Regions from separate parts of the Sus scrofa genome. Here region 1 is linked to region 2. The links are chromatin contacts, called in public promoter capture Hi-C maps. All regions are on one chromosome and are shown on one strand. The core of a region is the stretch at or near the end of the contact, and the rest is flanking DNA. Distances in the headings are between cores, read along the strand shown. Region 1 holds the start of SMG1 (serine/threonine-protein kinase SMG1). Region 2 holds the start of ITPRIPL2 (inositol 1,4,5-trisphosphate receptor-interacting protein-like 2).

What was found. Promoter capture Hi-C pulls out the DNA fragments that hold promoters and counts their contacts.
Region 1: a promoter capture Hi-C map of liver shows a contact between it and region 2, with 2.4 times the contacts expected there. The contact joins the promoter of SMG1 here to the promoter of ITPRIPL2 in region 2. A contact is called at or near these places in 1 of 5 promoter capture datasets (liver), 1 of 47 Hi-C or Micro-C datasets (liver) and 1 of 2 datasets of contacts at active chromatin or transcription factors (alveolar macrophages).

What each region holds. Positions count from the first base shown.
Region 1 is chr3:26,652,244-26,657,305 of Sscrofa11.1, forward strand. It overlaps SMG1 (serine/threonine-protein kinase SMG1), which reads left to right and starts at 1,576. Exons shown (of 63, transcript XM_021086548.1): 1 at 1,576-2,023. The coding sequence starts at 1,935.
Region 2 is chr3:26,402,300-26,406,818 of Sscrofa11.1, forward strand. ITPRIPL2 (inositol 1,4,5-trisphosphate receptor-interacting protein-like 2) reads left to right here and starts at 1,561. Exons shown (of 2, transcript XM_021086544.1): 1 at 1,561-4,335. The coding sequence starts at 2,337. The coding sequence ends at 3,935.

The DNA.
Region 1 (5,062 bases), core at 326-2,825, 250 kb after region 2:
TCTAAACCTAGTGAGAATTTCTGTGTTGAGTCAAATAGCACCAGTTCGTAGAAGGAGCTTCTTGTTCCCTGAATGAGTCGAATTGGGGAGGGGAGAAAAGTACATATGAAAACCTAACTTTCCATCCTTTAGAACTAGCAAGAGCCTACAGTGTTGACGGACATAAGCAAGGAGCCCAAAGTTGAAGGGGGATGCATGTGGATCACCTCATAATCTCAAGTACTTTTGTAATTTAGTAACTTTTTTTTTTTTCTGCCTTTTTCTAGGGCCGCTCCTGCGGCATATGGAGGTTCCCAGGCTAGGGGTCAAATCAGAGCTGTAACCACTGGCCTACACCAGAGCCACAGCAACGCGGGATCCGAGCTGCGTCTGCAACCTACACCACAGCTCACGGCAACGCCGGATCCTTAACCCACTGAGCAAGTCCAGGGATCAACCCCGCAACCTTATGGTTCCTACTCGGGTCCGTTAACCACTGCGCCACAACGGGAATTCCATTGGTAACCATTTTTAATCACACAAGCAATATATGGGGACTTTGCAACATAGGGAATTTGCAACATAAAATAACGTAAGACCCTTTTGACTATCCTCCAGAGTTAATTCCTGTTACCTGTTCTGTGTGTGCGTGCGTGCGTGCGTGTGTGTGTGTTTGGCTGCACCTAGGGAAGCTCCGGGGCCAGGAATGGAACCTGCACCAAGCTGTAACTGAAGCCACAGCAATGACCTACTGAGCCACATGCTAACTCCCTGTTACCTGTTTGCTGTGCAGCTTGTTGACCTTTTCTCTTTGTATATGGCATCCACTTTATGTCTAAGATGCTTTAGTGAACTCTTTGGTGGGGGCCGTGGAAACGTCGCGGCGGAGGAGAAAGTGCTCAGGTTTGGCCCCCCCCCCCCCCCCCGCCCAATGCCACGCCACCCGCAAGACTCTTTGGAAGGGAAAGTAGCTGTTAACGGTGGGAGGATTTCAGAGCGTATTTCATGTTGCAGGGGACAAAGGTTGGTGCTCGTGAGTATTCCGCTTTCTTCCTCTATTTCGTTTTTTGTAATGGTAAGACATAAATGGTCAAGGTGTCGGGAATCTACGGGCACATTTCAGGTGGAGGCTGGGTAGATGAATGTTCACCCCCTCTGTTTTTTATTTTTACTTATTGCCGTACAAGGTGAGGAACGTGGGCGCGCGTGAACTCTAAGGACATGCATGTGTGTCTGCGCGCGCCACCGCAAGGGCACCCCTGTATCTTGAGCGGAAGCCTGTTTACACCTGACTGCCCCGCCCTCTGGGGGTCAGGTGCTTTCCCGGGGGTGTATAGGAGAGCGTGCGCGTGGAGATGGTGACGGAGAACCCCCTCTCCCGTGATCCCCCGCGGCGGGGCCGGACCTCCGCGCGGTCCGCGAAGACTGGAAGCGAGCGCGGGGCGCGGAGAGGGCGGTCCACTTGCTGAGTCCGGCCCCGCCCACATGCCCCGCCCCTCGGTCCCGGCCCCGCCCCTCCACCCCGGCCCGGCGGGCGCCGGCACCGCCTCTCGCTCCCAGCATGCCGTGCGGCAGCGGCGGCGCGGCGGGCGGAGCCGGGAGGCGGGGAACCCGTGGCTGTGTGAGCGTGAGGAGCAGCCGCCACCGCCTCCTCCTCCCTGTCCTCCTCCTCCTGGGCCCCGGCGTCGCGGGCCGCGCACGGCCCTGGAAGAGACGTCGCCTCCCCTTCCTCCGCCTCCCTCTCGCCGCGCCGCTCCCGCCTCCTCGTCCTGCGCTGCGGGCTCAGGCGGAACCCGGAACGGCCGTCCGCCTCCCCCGCCCTCCGCCGCCTCCTCCTCCTTCTCGGCTTCCTCCTCAGCCCGGGGCCGGAGCGGAGTGTCGGCAGCGGCCGGTTCGGGCGGCGACTCGCGCTTCTTCGGGCGGCGGCGCTTGGCCATGTCGTGTCGGGGAAGGTAATGAGCCGCAGAGCCCCGGGGTCTCGGCTGAGCAGCGGCGGCGGCGGCGGCACCAAGTACCCGCGGAGCTGGAATGACTGGCAACCCAGGTGGGTGAGCCGGCGGCCAGCTCGCCACCCCGACCCCGGGCCTCGCCTCGGGCGGGCCGAGGCCTAGGGCCGCCGGGCTGGGAGGCGCGGCCTAGGCTCTCCACCCCCCCAGGAACCGGGCGCGGCTTCCTGGGTTCCCTCCCGCCCCGGCTGGGGAAGGAAGGCCGCTGGGAGGCGAGGCCTAAATGCTTCCCCTCTCCCTGCATTTCAGCCTCAGGGCTGGAGCCAGACCCTGGGCGCCGGGAGAAGGAACTGGCCTAGGAATTGGGTGAAGGAAGGGAACCTGGTGTTGGTTGTTTTTTTTTGTTTGTTTTTTGTTTTTTTTTACTTGCCGCCTTCCCCTTAAGTTGGTATATGAGTTGGGGGATCCTGGGAGTACAGGACCCTCTCCGCCACCCATTCACTTTCCTATCTCTCCGCCTCTCAGCCCCCACGTGAAAAGACCTCCTTAACTTTGATCTTTTCTGTGACCTCCCACGTGTTAATATTTAAAAAACAGCCACGCTCCAGGGCCTTACTCTGACTTTAGGCAGGCTCGTTGTGGGGCATGAGAGGAGATTGTGACAGTGTTAATGGGGCCAACCGACTCTGGTCCTGGAAAATGTTTCCCACAAGTGCAGGGGGCAGCTACTTTGGCGGAGAGCAGTTCATGCCTGGACACTTGAGCGGGCTTTCGCTTAGAAGAGTAAAGGGTTTGATTTCCGACAGGGGTCTCCTTGGAAATGAACATATTAAAGGGTACCGACTTTTTAAAGAAAATTAATTTTCGTTTCTTTCTGATTAATCATGGGGCAGTTGTACGTAATTTTGGACTGATTCTCATCTCTCTTACTCAATAAGTGCTTGTAATACTCAAGACTGTTTTGGAACTTAGCCCAGTGCCTAGAAGAATTCCCTAAATGTATATAACATTGTAGGGTTAGTTGTTTCATGGAGGTCTCGCACTTTGAGCCTCTTGCATTATGATTGTCCAGGAACTGGCCAGAGAAATGTTAGACACACATTGTTGGGATGACTTTTAATTTCCTGATGGCTGCATGCAATTCCAGCAATGTTTGGAAATAATTTGGAAAGATAGTAGAATGTAACGCCCTACGACTTGATAGAAAAACCAAAATAATCTTTTGGCTGATGAGTGATACACATTTCATTCTGTTTCATGTGTTTTTCCAGGTCTCCTGTCTGCTGAGAATTATGTATATAACAAAGTGACATTAAAAGCTTAGTTTAGAATTAAGATGTTAAGTAGTTTAAAATTTTTGAAAAGAAAAGCATAGTTGGACCTGTCCTTTACCGCTTAGGGTTTGTGAGTGCTTTAAATAAAATCAGTTGACTGGTTTTGATATTTTTATCTATAACTGGCATTTTTGGTTGTTGTGTATGTTCATTGAAATGTGTGAAATTTACTTCTTTTTCCCATCTAGTGAATTAGGTGATAAATGAGGTTGAATTGAACATCTGAGAGCTCTTTGACAGTAGATTTTCCATTATTTTTCGGTATTGTCAGCATGTGTAAACAATGTGCATGGTATCCCTTTAGAGGACTAAATAAAGTGCCCTTCTCAAGCAGTCCTAGAACTTCTGGAGAAGAATAAACTGTAGCTTGTGGTTCTCAACAAGTGGAGTAGCACAGTTGGAGCCACGGGTTGAGGTTGCCTGGTTTCATTTGACAGGTATGAAGCAGAATGGCTCCCATAGTTGTGGAATAAGTACATGGGTTATTAATATTACTCGTGTTTTCTTCTTTCAGTTACCTTATTTTTTGGCTCTGTGTGTGTGTAAAGGGGCCTCTGCATTCTTTGAAGCTGTGCTCTGTAGCAAAGTCTCAGAACTTATTGCCTAGGTAGACAGATGCTATGAGAAGATGCACTTGGTTACATGGAGTAACAGTCAATTAGGATATTGGAAATACTTGACTTTTTTGTAGAGGAGGGAACAGAAATGTATGGAGGGTACACCAAAGCAAAATTTCTTTGCACTGTTGCCTAGTTGTTTTGTAAAATAGCCAATAAAAAAAACTTAAGGTGTTTGCCAAGTCATAAATTTTCCTGAGATAAATTTGAGGTTGTTATTTTGTCCCCTCCTCACTTCAGAAAGGTGACAGACTCAGTTAACTGACAGAATGGAGCTTGATTTTCCCGCTTCTTTAAATGGAAGTTTATTTTTCTAAACATCTTCAAATGCTGGCGAATTCTTTATGGTTTATCAGAATCCTTTTGGTTTTAAAAAAAAAAATTAATTTGCTTTTCTGTACCAGTCTTTCTATAATTTTTTTGGATTCTATTTTGCTAGATGTGGGCTTTTTTAAAAACAGTTTTTGTCAGTTTCTTTTTAGCGTTAGTTTGTCAGTTAGTCTGGAAACCTGACTGTTGAGTCAGTCATGGCCACACATGATACTTCACACATGTTGACAGGAAGTGTTCCAGGTGGCTGAATAGACTCTTGTCATGTGGCAACAGAGTAAGCCCACCTTTCCTTTAGCAGAAAGCATTTCTATAGCACTGGCTTATAGTCTTCCTTTTCATTCACTGTAATCTCCATTAACATTTAAAAATGATTTGGCAAATGAGTGGTTTTACTATTGCCCCTAACTGGTCTGTCCTTTTCTTGACTTTATTTTGAGAAGTACTCCAGGTGTACCAATCGAGATAGATATTAGAATGATTTACTTTAAAATTAAATGTATAGGAGTTCCTGTAGTGGCGCAGTGGAAACGAATCTGACAAGTAACCATAAAGTTGCGTGTTCGATCCCTGGCCTCTCTCAGTGGGTTAAGGATCCAGTGTTGCCATGAGCTGTGGTATAGGTTGCAGATGCGGCTCAGATCCTGCGTTGTTGTGGCTGTGGTGTAGGCCAGCAGCTGCAGGTCTGATTCGACCCCTAGCCTGGGAACCTCCATATGCCGCGGGCATGGCCCTCAAAAGCAAAAAAAAAAAAAAAAAAAAATTAAATGTATAATTCGTTATATTGTTCATTTTAATACTCCAAAATGACATGATTAATTCGACTTTGGAGTCAAATATAGATTAGTTAAGTAAA
Region 2 (4,519 bases), core at 311-2,810:
TAGAAATGGACTGAGTGTATCTGTGTATCTAGATCCAGCCATGCTGAAGTAGGATCTCCGTGGGTGTCTCGGTTACATGACACAATAAATGCTTTCTGTCACCTGCAACCCAAGAATGCAGATTAATAGACTCTGAGCTCACAGCTAGTAGCAGTGGTGATGAGGATCTACACTCAGGTCTGCTTAGCTCGGAGAGGCTTTCCTGGGCATAATCTTGGTTCTTAAGCCAGGAGTCATCCTTGGAGTACTGAATCTCAGAGGGTATTTAGGGTCTGACATTTTTCATGCATTGACTCTTGTCTCCTTAATTGCTGGTGGGAGCAAGGAAGGTGCAGCGACCGTAAATAAGTAAAGACAATTATTTAAATAAATCCAAATAGTTAGATAATTGCAGATAAATGCAGAGAGTACTCCCTGTTATGAAACAAAGCAAAGCTTCCTAGGAGTTCCCGCTGTGGTGCAGTGGGTTAAGGACGGGGCGTTGCTACAGCTGTGGTGTATGTGGGTCACAGATGCCTCTTGGATTTGATCCCTGGCCTGGGAACTTCCATATGCTTCGGGGGCAGCCAAAAATGAAACATAACAAAACAAAGTTTCCTAGATTGAGAAGGTCCTTGTGCAGGTCCTGCCTGACAAAGGACACTTCCCAGCAGCTGAGGAAGGGACTCCCTGGTCCCTGAGTCCTGCCTCCTGACATCTCTGGAGCCAGGTGCCTGTGAGCAAGGCACAGCTCTGCTGAAAGCTGTGTGACCTTGGGCAAAGGCTGAACATGCATGTGCCCCAGGTTCGCCACTTGGAAAATGGGGACAATAATAGGATCCCCTTCTTAGGATGAACTGAGTAGTGAGTGCCTATGTGCTACGTGATTAGTACAGTACTGGCACACAGTAGGACCTTTGTAAAGGCCGTAATTATTGCACCAAGGCTGGTTCACCCTCTTTGAGGTCTCAGACCAAGGGTCACCCTACAGACAGCCTCTAGCTGGTGGAGGTGGGCGACCTCCACCTTCTCACTTCTTCACACGGTTTTGTTTCTTTCAGAGCATTTTCTGCTGTGGGTCCCCTTCTCTTCCTTCCTTCCTTCCTTTATTTATTTATTTATTTTTGCTTTTTAAGGCTGCACCCGTGGCATATAGAAGTTCCCAGGCTAGGGGTCCCATCAGAGCTGCGGCTGCTGGCCTAGGCCAACGATCAGGGTAGCTGCTGAATCCTTAACCCACTGAGTGAAGGCAGGGATGGAATCCATGTTCCCATGGAGACTAGTCGGGTTCTTTACCTCTGAGCCACGACGGGAACTCCTGTCTTTTTCCCCCTTTTTAAAAAAGCCTCTAAGCTTTAAGAACGGCAGAAACTGCCTATTTTGCCAACTGCTATTTCCCGGGCACCTAATCTCCTAGTCTCAGTAGCTATTGGTTTGAATAAAAGACAGCAGCGCACTGGCAGGGGCTGTTCCCTTCCAAGGCCTGCCACGCCACCAACACCACGCCACCACGACTTGCTGGGGGCGGGAGGCAGGATGGAGGGAGGGGGAGTGGTTGGGGGGAAGGAGGTGGGGGGAGGCGGAGCCGGGGTTGGACAGTCTGGTTGTGCGCTCTTTTTTTCCCCTCCTTTCAACTTCCCGGTGTAACTTTGATTACAACTCCAGAAGCTCCCCTGACCAGGCCATCAGCCTCCAATGAGAGCCTGCCTACTTCGGCCTTAGGGTAGGCAGGAGAGGGGTGGCCCGCGGGAGGCTGGTTGGAAGCAAGTCCTGAAGTCGCTCCCGCCGCCCTCCCCGCCCTAAGTCCCTCCTCGCTTTAAGGCGGAGGCCGGGAGGGGGCCGACCCCGCCCGCCGGCTCGGCGCGCGGCTCCGGACTCCGGCATTTCCTCCCCGCTAGCTGGCGCGGCCTCGCCTTCCCTCGGAAGAGGAAACTCCCGGGTCGAGTAACGGGAACCAGCTCAGAGCGGAGCGGCGGGGGACCCCGGGGGCCCAGCGGCGCCGGGAGGGCGGCCCGGGATCGGAGGCGAGCGCGGCGGGACCAGAAGCTGGCCGCGGGCGGCGCGCCGGGGCGCGGGGCGGGGAGCGCCGCCGGGCCGGACGCCGCGCGCAGCCGGAGCAGGGCGCGGCCGGGAGCCGGGGCGTGTAGAGAGGGCCGCAGCTGGAAGGAACGCTTGAGCTGGGACAAGAGGCCGAGCTGGAGGGTGGCTTTCCCCCGCCCTGCGACGGGAGCGCCGCCGCGGAGACGAAGGAGACCCGGACGGCGGGGCTGCCCGGGCGCTGCGCGCATGCTGGGCTGGGGGCGCTGCCCGGGCTCGCGCCCTGGGCTGCTCGGCAGTCGCTGCCCCGGACGCCCGGCATGTCGGTGCACTACACCCTCAATCTGCGCGTCTTCTGGCCCTTGGTGACCGGCCTGTGCACCGCCCTCGTGTGCCTCTACCATGTCCTGCGAGGAAGCGGGGGCGCCCGGGCCGAGCCCCCCGACAGCGCGGACGGCGGCTTCCCTCTGCTCAAGGTGGCAGTCCTGCTCCTCCTCGGCTACATCCTCCTGCGCTGTCGCCACGCTGTCCGGCAGCGCTTCCTGCCTGGATCTCCCCGCCTGGGGGGCCACTCGGCCTTTTCTCCTGGACACTTCGGAGAGCCCAGCCTCGACATCTTGCTGGAGAGTTACTATGAGCACGAGGTGCGCCTGTCGCCGCACGTGCTGGGCCACAGCAAGGCACACGTGAGCCGGATCGTGGGCGAGCTGGTGCGGGCTGGCCGCGCCCGGGGGTCCCCAGGCCCCATCCCAGGGGGAGCGCTGGCCTTGGCCTTCCGTGGAGACTTCATTCAGGTGGGCAGCGCCTACGAGCAGCATAAAATTCGCCGGCCCGACAGCTTCGACGTGCTGGTGCCGCTGCGCCTCCCGCCCTTGGTGGCGCTGGAACCTCGGAGCCTGGGCGCGGAGCCCGAGCTGGCCCCAGCGGTCCACGGCTGCTTCGTGTGCGCGCTCAAGGCACCGCCGGGAGCCTCCGGGGGCCAATGGCTTCGGGACTGCAAACCCTTCGCAGACGGCTTCTGTGTGGATGTGCGCGGGCGGCGCCACCTCTCGGCCACGCTGGTGCTGCGCTGGTTCCAGTCGCATCTGCAGCGCTCCCTGGCCACCGTGCGCTATAGCCTAGAGGGGCGATGTCGGGTCACCCTGACCCCGGGCAGCCTGGAGCAGCCTCCCACCCTACACATCCTGCCCTGCCGCACCGATTATGGCTGCTGCCGCCTTTCCATGGCCGTGCGTCTTATCCCTGCCGTCCATTTGGGCGACAACGTCTTCCTGGTGGCACCACCGCCGCCACCCTCGCCAGTTGGGCCGATTTCAGAGCTCCCTGGAGGCCTGCGCGCGGATGCACTGTGGGGCGTGAACACAGCGCGCCAGGAGCAGAAGCTGCTGAGCTGGCTGCAGGAAAGGGCCCCTCCAGGTGCCTGCTACCTCAAGTGCCTGCAGTTGCTTAAAGCTCTGAGAGACCTGGGCGCCCGCGGGCTGGACCCGACGGCCGCCATCCAGTGGGGACGTATCTTGTCCTCATATGTGCTCAAGACGGTGCTGCTGGCGGTGCTGCTGCGCGAGGGGGTTCCTGCCCGAGCCTGGGACGAGGTGCACCTGGGCGAGCGCTTGGAAGAGCTAGTAAAATTCCTTAGGGACTGCCTGCTGCGACGCCGTACGCTCTTCCACTGCGTCCTGGGCCCTGGCGGGGCGGCCGCGGAGGTTGGCCCACTGCCCAAGGTATTGCGTGAAGCAGCCCCGGTTGACCTCCTGGCCGCTTTCGACAGACATGCCAGGGAAGTCGCAGCAGCACGGTTGCTGTCCACGTGGCGAAGGCTGCCCCAGCTTCTCCGGGCCTATGGTGGTCCCCGATACCTTGCCAGGTGCCCCCCACCCCGGAGTCAGCGCACCCAGGGGTTCCCAGAAGATGAACCATAATCCCTGACAGCGCCCCCACCTGGCCTGGTGCTCCCAAAGCCTGACCCACCAGGTGGGAATGGGGATGGCAATGAAGCCAGTTTAAGGCAAGGAAGATGGCCTGCAGAAGGTACTGGAACATTCAGAGGGTGACTTTTGGTGGCTTCAGCATCACCCCTCGCTCCACAGTCTGGTAGAGTTATGGCATCTTCTCTAGATCCACCAAAGTGTCTTGGGCAAGCTACACAAAGATCCAGCGTCAGCAGCTAAGAGTTGGTCCAGATGTTGGTTTGTGTGGGATGATTCTGTAGAAAGATCCAGCTTTTAGGGAAGTAAGAACTAGCTGCTGGAACAGTTCCCTCACCCTCGGGCTCCCCAGTTGAAAGAGGCTAATGTGGGGTTTTTTGGACACAACTATTTGGTAGGTCCTGAATTCCTGATTGCCTTTTAAAAAATCTGAATCCTTATCTACAACTGCAATCGAAGTTCTGTTCTAGGGACTAATGTTCCAGAAACATGGTTTCCCAGGGTTCAAGTTAATATTACTGTATTTTGTAAAGGTGCCATCACGGGTGTTTGACAGGACGGTGAAGAATTAAGTCGGG